Regions from separate parts of the Danio rerio genome. Here region 1 is linked to region 2. The links are chromatin contacts, called in public Micro-C maps. All regions are on one chromosome and are shown on one strand. The core of a region is the stretch at or near the end of the contact, and the rest is flanking DNA. Distances in the headings are between cores, read along the strand shown. Region 1 overlaps yjefn3 (YjeF N-terminal domain containing 3). Region 2 holds the start of yjefn3 (YjeF N-terminal domain containing 3).

Evidence for each region. A called contact is a pair of places that touch in the nucleus more often than the background predicts.
Region 1: a Micro-C map of caudal fin shows a contact between it and region 2, with 11 times the contacts expected there. The contact joins the enhancer-like site here to the promoter of yjefn3 in region 2. A contact is called at or near these places in 4 of 18 Hi-C or Micro-C datasets (caudal fin, embryo, skeletal muscle and 1 more).

Annotation. Positions count from the first base shown.
Region 1 is chr22:18,135,376-18,140,719 of GRCz12tu, forward strand. The region is part of intron 1 of yjefn3 (YjeF N-terminal domain containing 3); the gene reads left to right. Among named protein-coding and RNA genes, the nearest start is that of cilp2, 25 kb to the right of the region's middle. Within about 2 kb of position 1,321, at least 8 of the 62 cell types and tissues checked have an H3K27ac peak or open chromatin away from gene starts, as enhancers often do. A contact at or near this core is called in caudal fin, where this site is marked.
Region 2 is chr22:18,079,658-18,085,279 of GRCz12tu, forward strand. yjefn3 (YjeF N-terminal domain containing 3) reads left to right here and starts at 4,348. Exons shown (of 6, transcript NM_001044843.1): 1 at 4,348-4,406. The coding sequence starts at 4,348. LOC141380303 (a long non-coding RNA gene) reads right to left here. Exons shown (of 4, transcript XR_012398126.1): 4 at 5,299-5,622. It overlaps tssk6 (testis-specific serine kinase 6), which reads right to left and starts at 2,034. Exons shown (of 1, transcript NM_001044845.1): 1 at 1,228-2,034. The coding sequence starts at 2,034. The coding sequence ends at 1,228.

The DNA.
Region 1 (5,344 bases), core at 71-2,570, 53 kb after region 2:
GGTTTTATTTCCATTATCCTGCGAGCGTGCGAACCCACCTGCGTGGATTACAGCGGTCTGCTAACATGCAACAAAAATATGTTTGTAGGAAACATTTTTTACCCGAGAGCTTGTCGAATCTGGAAATGGTGAAAATGGATTTGCCACTGTTTAAAAACAGACGCGGTTCCAGTTGGTGTTGATTGTTCTGTCTCTACGGATCATTGTTCTTTGTTTATGTTTATTCATATGGCAGAGTTAGTAAGTATCATCAGCATTACTCTTTCATTTTTTAAGAAATACCTTAGTCAAACTGAATTAGTTACTAAGTTTACAGTAATATAGCTACAATATTATTACATTTACGAAAGCTCTTGGGTAAAAAAATGTTCCTTACAAACTTACTTTTGTCACGTGTTACCAGACCACTTTAATCCACAATAATGTCCCTTTTTTTACTAGCCGCTACAGACAACCAATCTCCATGCTGGAATTTACAGTGATCTCATCGCTGTGACGGAGATTAAATATTTTTAAACCGGAAGAATAAATTTGCTCTTAAAATTGCAAAAACAATACATTTTCACTTTTTAGCTAAATGTATGTGTTCTCGTAGTGCTTTTAGCAACATGGGACACATATATGACTGTCAACATCTAAAAAAAACATCTCATTTTGGTGTTTCATGACCCATTAAACATCAGCAGCGTAATGAGGCAGTGAGCCCCTGTTTTTTAATCTCTGAGAAAAAAAAAGCACTCACAGCTGACTGTTTTTAGAAGAGCATTGGTGTTTTCAGCACTTCAGTGGACACGCACCCTTATTTTTTAAGTGTAAACTGATACAAAAAGTTTTTTATAGCAGAAGAACATTTTGTTAATGAGATAAAGCTGATATCTTTGCTGAAATATACTTTGGGGAACTACAAATAATACTCTAATTTAATCTTTTTTATATAAATGTAATCACATTTATTATAGTTTATATTGGTTATTTTTTCTTTATTGACTTTTCTTTAAATTATTAATATTTTTTGTCTCCGTGTGAAAATATAAATTAATTTTTTGGCCAATGAGACGATTCTAGATGATAAAGGTTCTTTATGGAACCACTGATTCCTAAAGAGTCGTTACTTTAAGGTTGTTCTTTTGAGAACTATTCTCAACAAAAACTCTTGTTGTATGGCATTGCTGTGAAAACTCCAATTTTGGAAGCTTTATTTCTCATTGTATGTTCTTATATGTTATTATGTTAGTCGTAATTTGTCCTGATGGATGATGTGGATGTTGGGAGAGCAGTTTAAGTCACACTGTCCCCTGGTGGGGATATTCCCTCACTGCAGTTTCCCCCACCACAAATGAATAAGGTTGAGGACTCATTTAAACTGTTAACATTGAGGGATCTTAAGTGAAGTAAGAAATCTTTGCTGTATACGGGAAACAACACTTCTCAGTTTTATCTCACGCTGGGAACCTTTCTGAGAAATTGGGAAAATACACAGCCGACAGGATTTCCTTGAATAGGTCGGTGGGAACGGAAATATCAAAAGCACTAGACTCGGTTGAACTTTACAAATATCACTGTGTCACAGTACGCCAGGAAATCTCCCCCTGCAAACTCGGCTTGACGGCTGTGCAGCTCTATTGGAGACGGTAAATGCCAGAACGCTGGAAAAGCCCATGCAGAGACTCACGCCAATGATCAGAGCACACACCGACCCCAGTCCTGATCTATATTCACTGACCAATGACACATCTATCTATCTATCTATCTATCTATCTATCTATCTATCTATCTATCTATCTATCTATCTATCTATCTATCTATCTATCTATCTATCTATCTATCTATCTATCTATCTATCTATCTATCTATCTATCTATCTATCTATCTGAAGGATTGAGAAGTAGAGAGTGACAGAAGGATGTCTGGAACTGAAATGGAAAATGTTACATTCAGCCGAGTGTGTACAGCTGAGAGAACTCAATAATGTATAATCATTTTTAAAAATAGTTTTTTTCTTCTGTCCCTCTGGTGCCCAAAGCAATAAGAGACAACAAACAAACACAAACAAAACACGTTGTCCTGGAAACACAGTGGAAAAATGCCTCAGGGTGAAATACAACTTTAAAACAACACGCTACAAAAGCCAGAAATGTATCTGAGGAAATAAGCCATCAACAGCTATTAATGCTAACTAAATCCTTAATGAGATCAGTGTTTTTTTTTTTTTTTTTTTTTAGGTCAAGCATTTTGTAGTATTATAGTAAACATTGACGTATATATATATATATATATATATATATATATATATATATATATATATATATATATATATATATATATATAAACACACACACACACACACACACACACACACACAAACAGTTGAAGTCAGAATTATTAGCCCCCCTTTAAATAGTTTTTTCTTTTTTAAAATATTTCCCAAATTATGTTTGTCTAATAATATTTTTTCTTCTGAAGAAAGTCTTAATTTGTTTTATTTCAGCTAGAATAAAAGTAGTTTTTAATTCTTAAAAAACATTTTAAGGTCATAATTAATTATTCATAAATTATTAGCCCCTTTAAGCTATATTATTTTTCAATAGTCTAAAGAAACAAACCATTGTTATACAATAACTTCCCTAATTACCCTAAGCCTTTAAATGTCACTTTAAGCTGTGTAGAAGTGTCTTGAAAAATATCAAATATTATTTACTGTCACCATGACAAAGATAAAATAAATCAGTTATTAGAAATGAGTTAATAAAACTATTATGTTTAGAAATGTGTTGAAAAAACCTTCTCTCCGTTAAACAAAAATCGGGGAAAAAATAAATGGGGCTGATAATTCTGACTTCATATATATATATATATATATATATATATATATATATATATATATATATATATATATATATATATATATATATATATATATAGCGATATTTTGTTTTTTTGTGATATATATTGCAATATGAATACAATTTCACCAGATGGGTCGAATAGCTCAATTTGGGGGAAAAAATCCTTAAATCAAATTGATCTGGATGCTTTTGTAAGGACGCAAATTATGTATATTAGATAATAATATAAATATAATATATATCTTTAAAAAAACAAAAAAACAATTGTAAGCAAGAATAATTGCAAAAGAGCAAAGAAACATGTAAAATAAACAGTGCTTTATGGTTTTCTGTAGAGTCAAACAGCATTCAGTTACTGAAATTGAATCATGGAATGTACAATTACATTTTTTAGTCTTAATTGCATTAATAAGTCCAATAAGTACAATTATTTATCAATAATGTTACAAATGCTGTACTTTATTGCGCTCAAATGCTTTACACTCGCTTGAAATGTCTTTAAATCACATGCAAGTGATAAAGGTTCACTCTGTTATGGTTATACTTTGCAACGACTTTTGCAATTTTTCTAATTCTAAATGCCTGAAAACAATTTTTGGTGTAACTATTGTTACAATTAATCACATTTAAGTGGGTATCTTTGGTGAATCATAGCAAAAGTTTTAATTAATTTTTCATTATTTTTTTTATATTTATTTTTTCACAGCTTTATAGCTTTGATGTTCTGAAACCCCTTTTCATCTCTGACCCACATACAGCTCAGTATTTTTGTACATTTCCAGCAGAGGGCTCTGAAGTTTCAACCATCAAGTGGGCTCATAAAAGTCTTTCTGTATTTGAATTGTGAAGTGCGAGCCTGAATTTCACACTTACAGTGTACTCCACAGTAACATTAGCTCTGTGTGTGTGGCTAAACTAGCATTAGCCATTAAGACGCCATGCCAGGAATGGATAGCATGTCCAACACAATGCACTCAAAATACACATGTAAATGTCAGGAGGTTGGTTTCCACATTGTAAAACCTGACAACTTCAGAATACACAAAACATGTTGCCTCAAAAACATTTGAGAAAACTAACTCATTTATTTAAGTTAGCTAAAAGTTAGCAGATTGAGGCAACATTTTGATTATAATTTAATATAGAATAAACTAATTTAAGTGATTTATTTGCATAAATGCCACATAAACTCCAATCTTTGTGATCAAGTGTTAGCTACCAATAACATGTGTTGATGTAACAATTAAAGAGACTATTTTTATACACCTGCATGATTATAGGTCATATTATCTGCGGATGAATACAGACTTAAACAAACCCCTGCCTCGGCTCTTCAACACAATGGTAACAGGGGCGAATTTAACTAATAAGCAAGGTAAGGGGCCTCTTAGAACCTCAGGAAATCCGGGGGCCCTCAATAAATATCTAGAAGTATAAATTATACCTACTGTATAAACTATATATTACATTTTCTATCATATTTTGTATAGTGAGAGTCAAACTCTCAATTTTTTTAAATGTAAATAAATATTATTTAGTACAATTATTGTTATAATAATGTAATGTTATGTAATAACAATAATATGAATTCAAATGTTATTACTACATCTGCACAAATTTGTCCACCATCCCCAATCATGAAGCAGTCCAGCAAATTTATTAAAAAAAACATATTTATTATTTTAAGTTGTAAATTAATTTTAATAAAATCAATCATTTAAAATGTAGAGACTACATTAAGATAATATTGACAAAGACAAATTGTAGAAAAGAAGTTTGAGTGATATAAAAACAGCTAAATAAATAAACATGAAATCCGCCCCTGTATGGTAACATTAGAAAACTTTATAAATACCATCATTGCACAAAGTGACAGGCTAATTTATGCCGCCCTATAATAATCCAATATAATATGTTAATCTACACAGTATATAAGTTATTTTGAGTTATTTTACTCAAGTCCTAGTCAAGTCATGACAGTCAAGCCCAGGTAAAGTCGAGTCTGTTTTGGATATCTGTCAAGTCTCAAGTCTTAAATTTTGCAAGTCATGTGACTCAAGTCCCCCCTCTCTGGCTAATAGTGAAGGAAATGTAACTATTTTATACATTCACGGGCGTTGTGCTGGTGCGCGGCAGGCCATTCTCATGGTGGCAGGCCAGATTGACCACCAGGCCACCGGGAAAAGTCCCGGTGCTCCCTATGGCCAGTCTGTCCCTGGGGATTGGTAAAATGAGGTGCCGAATCAGATTTCAGAGGTTCCGGATGTGGCATTTTCCAGCATAAACTAAGCTATTTCAGTGGCTAATTTGAATGAATTCATACAATTTAATTAGTAAAAAACATAGTTTTAGATGGAGGTATCTATGGAGCTATTAATATGCCAAAACAACCTGAACTTGAATTTTGTTCATTTGAAGCATTGACAATTGTAATTTAATAAATCTAAATCTGTATATGCTGTTAAAAATGTTTTGAATTAGAATTTCTTATTTTGAAT
Region 2 (5,622 bases), core at 3,098-5,597:
AGGTCATTTGAGCTTTTATGTGGCTACTTAAAATACTTTGAATGTTGTATATTTTGTTACTGATAGTCATCCTGCAACTGTTTTGCAGCATATGAAATGTCCCAGACCCTATTTTTAACTGTCCAAAATGGGAAAAATTTTTGGTTTTACTCTCTGACAGTCAAAGAAAGTTAAAAAAAAATAAATAATTCTATGTTATATATGCATTAAAAACAGCCAGGAAAAAGTGTTTTATGTAAATTCGGACCACGAGTCCACATATATGGACATCATTTTTCTCTAAAAGTACATATTAAAGGATGATACATACATAGGTTTTAATCTAATTAGATTCCAATGAGCCCAAATAGCAAAGAGAAATAAAAAATGCATGTACAAAAACACCCTGGGCCTTAAGATGGTTTACACGGTTTGGTTAAACATGGTTAAATAATGGTTTCTTCCAGTGGTTCCCAACCTTTTTTTGCCTGAGACCCCCTTTTCCCCCAGAAAACATTGTATGGCACCCCTGCACATTTAATATTATCACTCACATGGTTTGCAGTAAGGATGACAAAAAATTTGTTTTCGAACAAACGGTTTGTTTATTAACTGTCTAGATATGTTTATGCACAAATAATAGCCTAATGTAAGTTCTAAAAGTAAAACATCAGTAGGCCCTTTGATTTGTAACTGAAAAATGTAAGCCTTTGGCCTTTTAAATTGGCCCTATATTATTTGCCAATTAGGTGCCATTTTTTTCCATCTAATTTTGGGCATGTAAATTCTTTTTCTATGGGCTCAAAAATGCCATGGGCTTGTTGCAATATTAAAGATGAGTCGTCTGCAAATGTCATTAATTCGGCCTCTTGCATTCATTAGCAAGAAATTTGGCGCAGATAATGCATTGTTGCTGGGTCAGGGATTCTTTGGGAAAAAAATGGAATAAAACCAAAGTTCTGGTAACTGTCTTGGTATTTTCCACATTTCCTGTTTCCTATATTGCTAGTGCTGCAACCCGAAATGTGTGCCGCTCTTTATTGAGACTCTTTATTGTGGAGGACGAATTACAAATTTGTCAATTGTTTTGGTCAACCAGGATGGTCAAATGATCTAAGGCAACATGATCGCCCCCCCCGACCAAATATAAAATATAAATGTAAACTCAAATATACAGACACACCATTCCAACATGAATAGATTTTATTAATTTGCAATCCAACACATGGTTTTATGAGTTCTTGTGCTTTAGCTCTGCAGCCAAGAATGTCCGGCCACCTGTTGAATAGTTGGCCTTGTGGAAGGATTTGTCTGGAGCAGAGTTCTGATAAACACCCGGCATGGTTCCTCAACGGCGACATTACTTGGATAATTCAATGGTCTCTGCTGAAGAAGGCGAAGTCGTCTGACGTTGGTTTCATCGTATGGCATTGTTCCAGTCACCATGACATACAGAATCACCCCAAGGCTCCATACGTCATACTTCTTTGGATCATACGGCGTTCCTGTGATGACCTCCGGTGGAGTGTAGGCCCGAGATCCACAGAAGGTATGACTGAGCTCTGAAGGGTCTTCAACGAATCGAGCAAAGCCGAAGTCTGCAATCTTAATTTTCTCATCGGCTGTTAACAGTATGTTTTCACACTTCAGGTCTCGGTGGACAATGTTCATCTGGTGGAGGTAGTTGATAGCGCTGACCATCTGCGCAAACATGGTTTTACTTAGGTCTTTAGGAATATGATGGACCTCATGTATCTTCTGAAGGAGATCTTTCTCCGCAGCCTCCATCACGATGCAGAGTCGCTTTCCCGCCACCTCAATGCATTCGAACATTTGGATGATGTTCTCGTGATTCACCCGTCTCAAAACCGCCAGTTCCCTTGGGAGAAACTTCTGGATGAAATCCGCAGAGCCCCTCATGCGGTCTACAATTTTGATAGCCACCTTACAGCAGTGCTTCTGCGAGGTGGCAAGCTTGACTCGAGAAAAGGAGCCTTCACCAATTGAGGTGAGGAAAGTGTAGCCCATGCCTTTCAAAACGTTGTTAATAGACATTTTGTCTCAACAGATGTATGCTACAATCTCAGGAGAACTGTCAAGCTTGAGTTTGCACTGCATTCCTCACCCATGTCATAAGAATGTGCATTCTACTGTGTTCTTTAAGCATTCTATTCTATGATGTCATCATAGATCATTCTACAGGTTAAGAATGTTGGAAGCAGTAATTTAGGCCTCTGTTATCTGTACTCAATTATTTAATCACAATTAATGCATAACATGGACCTATTTCCACCTTTTATTAGCATTTTAAGCGATCTGATCAAGTGGTCAGCTGAAATGCTTAACCTGGTCCATGGTGTTAACAAGCACTCAAATGTTTGAGTCATTTGATCAAATGAGTATTTACACTATGAAATCAATCCACTCAAGTGTTTTTGACTTAAAAGCTCTCTGTTTTAGACCCCGTTTACACGTGCCTTTAGTGTCCTCTTGTGTTCAGATTAATGAGAACAATAATAACAGATGAAAATGAACGTGATGTTGGTTTCTGCCTCGGAGTAAAATATATAGGAGAGTGTAACTAGTCTAGATCCACATATATAGATCTTTATTGTTTGCAGTACAACTCAATGTTAAACTCTTTCATACTTTTAAACTTTGTTAAAAAGTAGTAATTACAATCCTAAGCCTATTTTAATGTATATAAAACGAATAATTTTGCTTTACATTTGCCTGCTTTGCTTAAAAAATAACAAAGTAACAAATTTGTTACTTCAAAGCGACTTAATATTGTATTTTTCATTCATTAATTTTCTTTTTGGCTTAGTCAATAATAAATAATAGAGTTGACTCTAGAGTGATTGAGGTGAGTTTCATGAATGGAACCTTCCTGACTAAAGATATATAAAGATATAAGTAAATAGATTGACTTACAGTCATACAGATATTAAGTATGTGTGGTTTAGTTTAAAACAGCAACAATTTTGTGTTTCATTTACCCTGTTTAAAACCCAACAAAAAGGCTAATTTTAGGCTACACTTAATAAAATGTTTCATTTATTTGTAAATCTAGTGTTTTTAAACGTACACATAAAATAATAATTTTACGTTTTAATAAACTAAGACCTTTTATTTATTTATTTATGTCGACTGAGAATGCTAATAAAAGTCTATGAGAGGGTGCATTTTGCGGCAGAGGTGTGTTTCTCGGCATAACACCGGAGCACCCGGAGGAAACCCACGCGAAGTCCACACAGAATGCCAACAGACCCAGCTGAGGCTCGAACCAGCGACCTTCTTGCTGTGAACATTGTAATATGTTACTTTAAAAGTAACTTTACCCAACACTGCCGGTAAACACTTTCCCTCACACCAACCGTTTACGTCTTTCATTTTGTCTGAGCCTGGAAACGGTCTTCTCCGCGTGATCGGATTTCAGAGCGACCAAAATGGTTCTTCAGTCGTTTAAAATGTGAAAAAGTCGTTCAATATTAGCGATAATCGCTTTCACAGATATCTTAATAGTATAAATACCAATATGTTAAGTAAAATCACATCTTATGGAGTCTTTTGGTGTTATTGTGACGTCATAACACTTTCATCAGGATTATAGTGAGTACTGAAATTATATTCTTCATTACTTTAATTAGTTGCATGTTTGGGTATATATCTCAAACTCAAGCCTAATTTACTACGTTTATTTCCCCAACAGAATAACTTTATGCCTGCAGAGACGCGATATGACCTCTAAACGGCAGTGTGGCGCTAATTTATATCACTCTCCATTAATCCAGTTTAGAACACTTTACATTATGTAAAACATTGCTTGTTGCTCGTTTCAAATGCAAATGAACTAAACCCTGCATATTTATAACAAAATTAAACACTTTAAAATATAATATTGCTGGCTTTGTATGCTAGCAGCATCTCCGTTTATGAGTCTTATAAATGATAATTATTGTCAAAATGCTCAGACCTTGCATAATAACAGCTCAACACGTGAATATATGCATGATCAGTAGTATTACACAGATAATGTGCCAAAACAGCTCCATGATGAATAAGCGTTCAAATCAAAATAGACACATTCACGCTCCTCTACTGAGGATGCTCCATCTGAAAGGGATGCGGTTTATGCTTGACTGAGCTCTCCAGCATCAGGGGTGCTCAGCCAATCAGACGGCACTCCCGGTGTCTCCCTGCCTCTTAATTGGCTGACACTTCCAGCAAGAGTAGCTGATCTACGCGTGGAGCCTGGTTTTATCAGCCAGTAAGCCAGTAGACTGAAGCAGGGCACACACAGTGAGAATAGAAAGAGCAATAAGAGGGTGACTGTTGCTAGAGATAAGCGCTGCCGAATAAATCAAGATGAACCACAGCTCCAACGAGAAAGAACCTGAGACCATAGAGCCACTGCGTTACCTCAGGTATGCTATGTTTTTTTTTTGTTGTTATTACGCCTCATAATGTGAGCAGTAGCAGTTTGTGTTTAAATGCATCTTAATAAGGGTGAATACTGTTTGTATCATTACTTCAGTCTAACTGAATGTAATTTGGGACACAGACGGATGGCTGTAATATCCCTTACTGTCTAAAGAAAATGCATCTAACTTCATTTCCTCCCAGCTTTCCTGTTTGCCAAACTAAGGGACGTTGATTAAGATCAACGTGCTTTAATAACCTGGCATGCAGGCAGCAAACAGGTGAAAGAAACGCTGCACTTCAGGTCTCTCTACAGCAGTTTGTGAGTGATTTAGGTATGTCGGTGAAGGTGATGTGACATTTTAGCTGCTGGATGTTGTGATGGCAACATCACAGCCAAAGATCTGCTCTTTAAACAAGCAGGAGGCCGCCTGTTTTCTGATCCGAGTGAAATATGGCATCTGTCAGAGCACATTATCAGTCTATAAAAGTGTCTAATTCGATCTCGCATCTGACAAAGTGCCTCGTATTCTTGTAGGATACTGATTCAGCAGAGTGTAACTGGAGAATCTCTATAAAAACGATACAGAACAAATGGTGTTTTGATCATGAGCCTGAGCGGCATGAGGTTTGCTTTCCTGGCAAAAGAGGCCCTTGAAGCTCTTCACACCAGCCCACGGTGTTTAGAATACACTGGTCGGCAAGAGACGAAGCAAATTATACACTTTAAGGGAGTACGGAATAATAGGATTTAAGGATTTGAGGTTTAACGGCGTGAATTCAGGGGAGATTAATGTTTCTACTGTTACTTAAACCCCCAAAAATGTTGATTTTGTATGGATTCATCACACAGTGAGAACACAAACAATTGGCATTGTTTTGTATAGTTTTTTATTTAACATACTGATTTGTAGTGTATATCCTGGGATTTGTATGTGTTAATGGCCCCTGTGTTCTTTTATTGATGTCAGGTATTGACGCCGATACCAAGACTGACAACCCTGGGTTGGAAAAAGATGGGTTTTCAGGTCGCCATGCTGTTTGTCCCGTTTTGTGTGTGGATTGCTATTTAAAATTCAATCATTCATTAATTTTCCTTCGGCTTAGTTCCTGATTTATCATGGGTCACCACAGCGTAATGAACCACCAACTATTCTGGCACATGTTTTACTCAGCGGATGCCCTTCTAGCTGCAACCCAAGTACTGGGAAAGCTACTTAT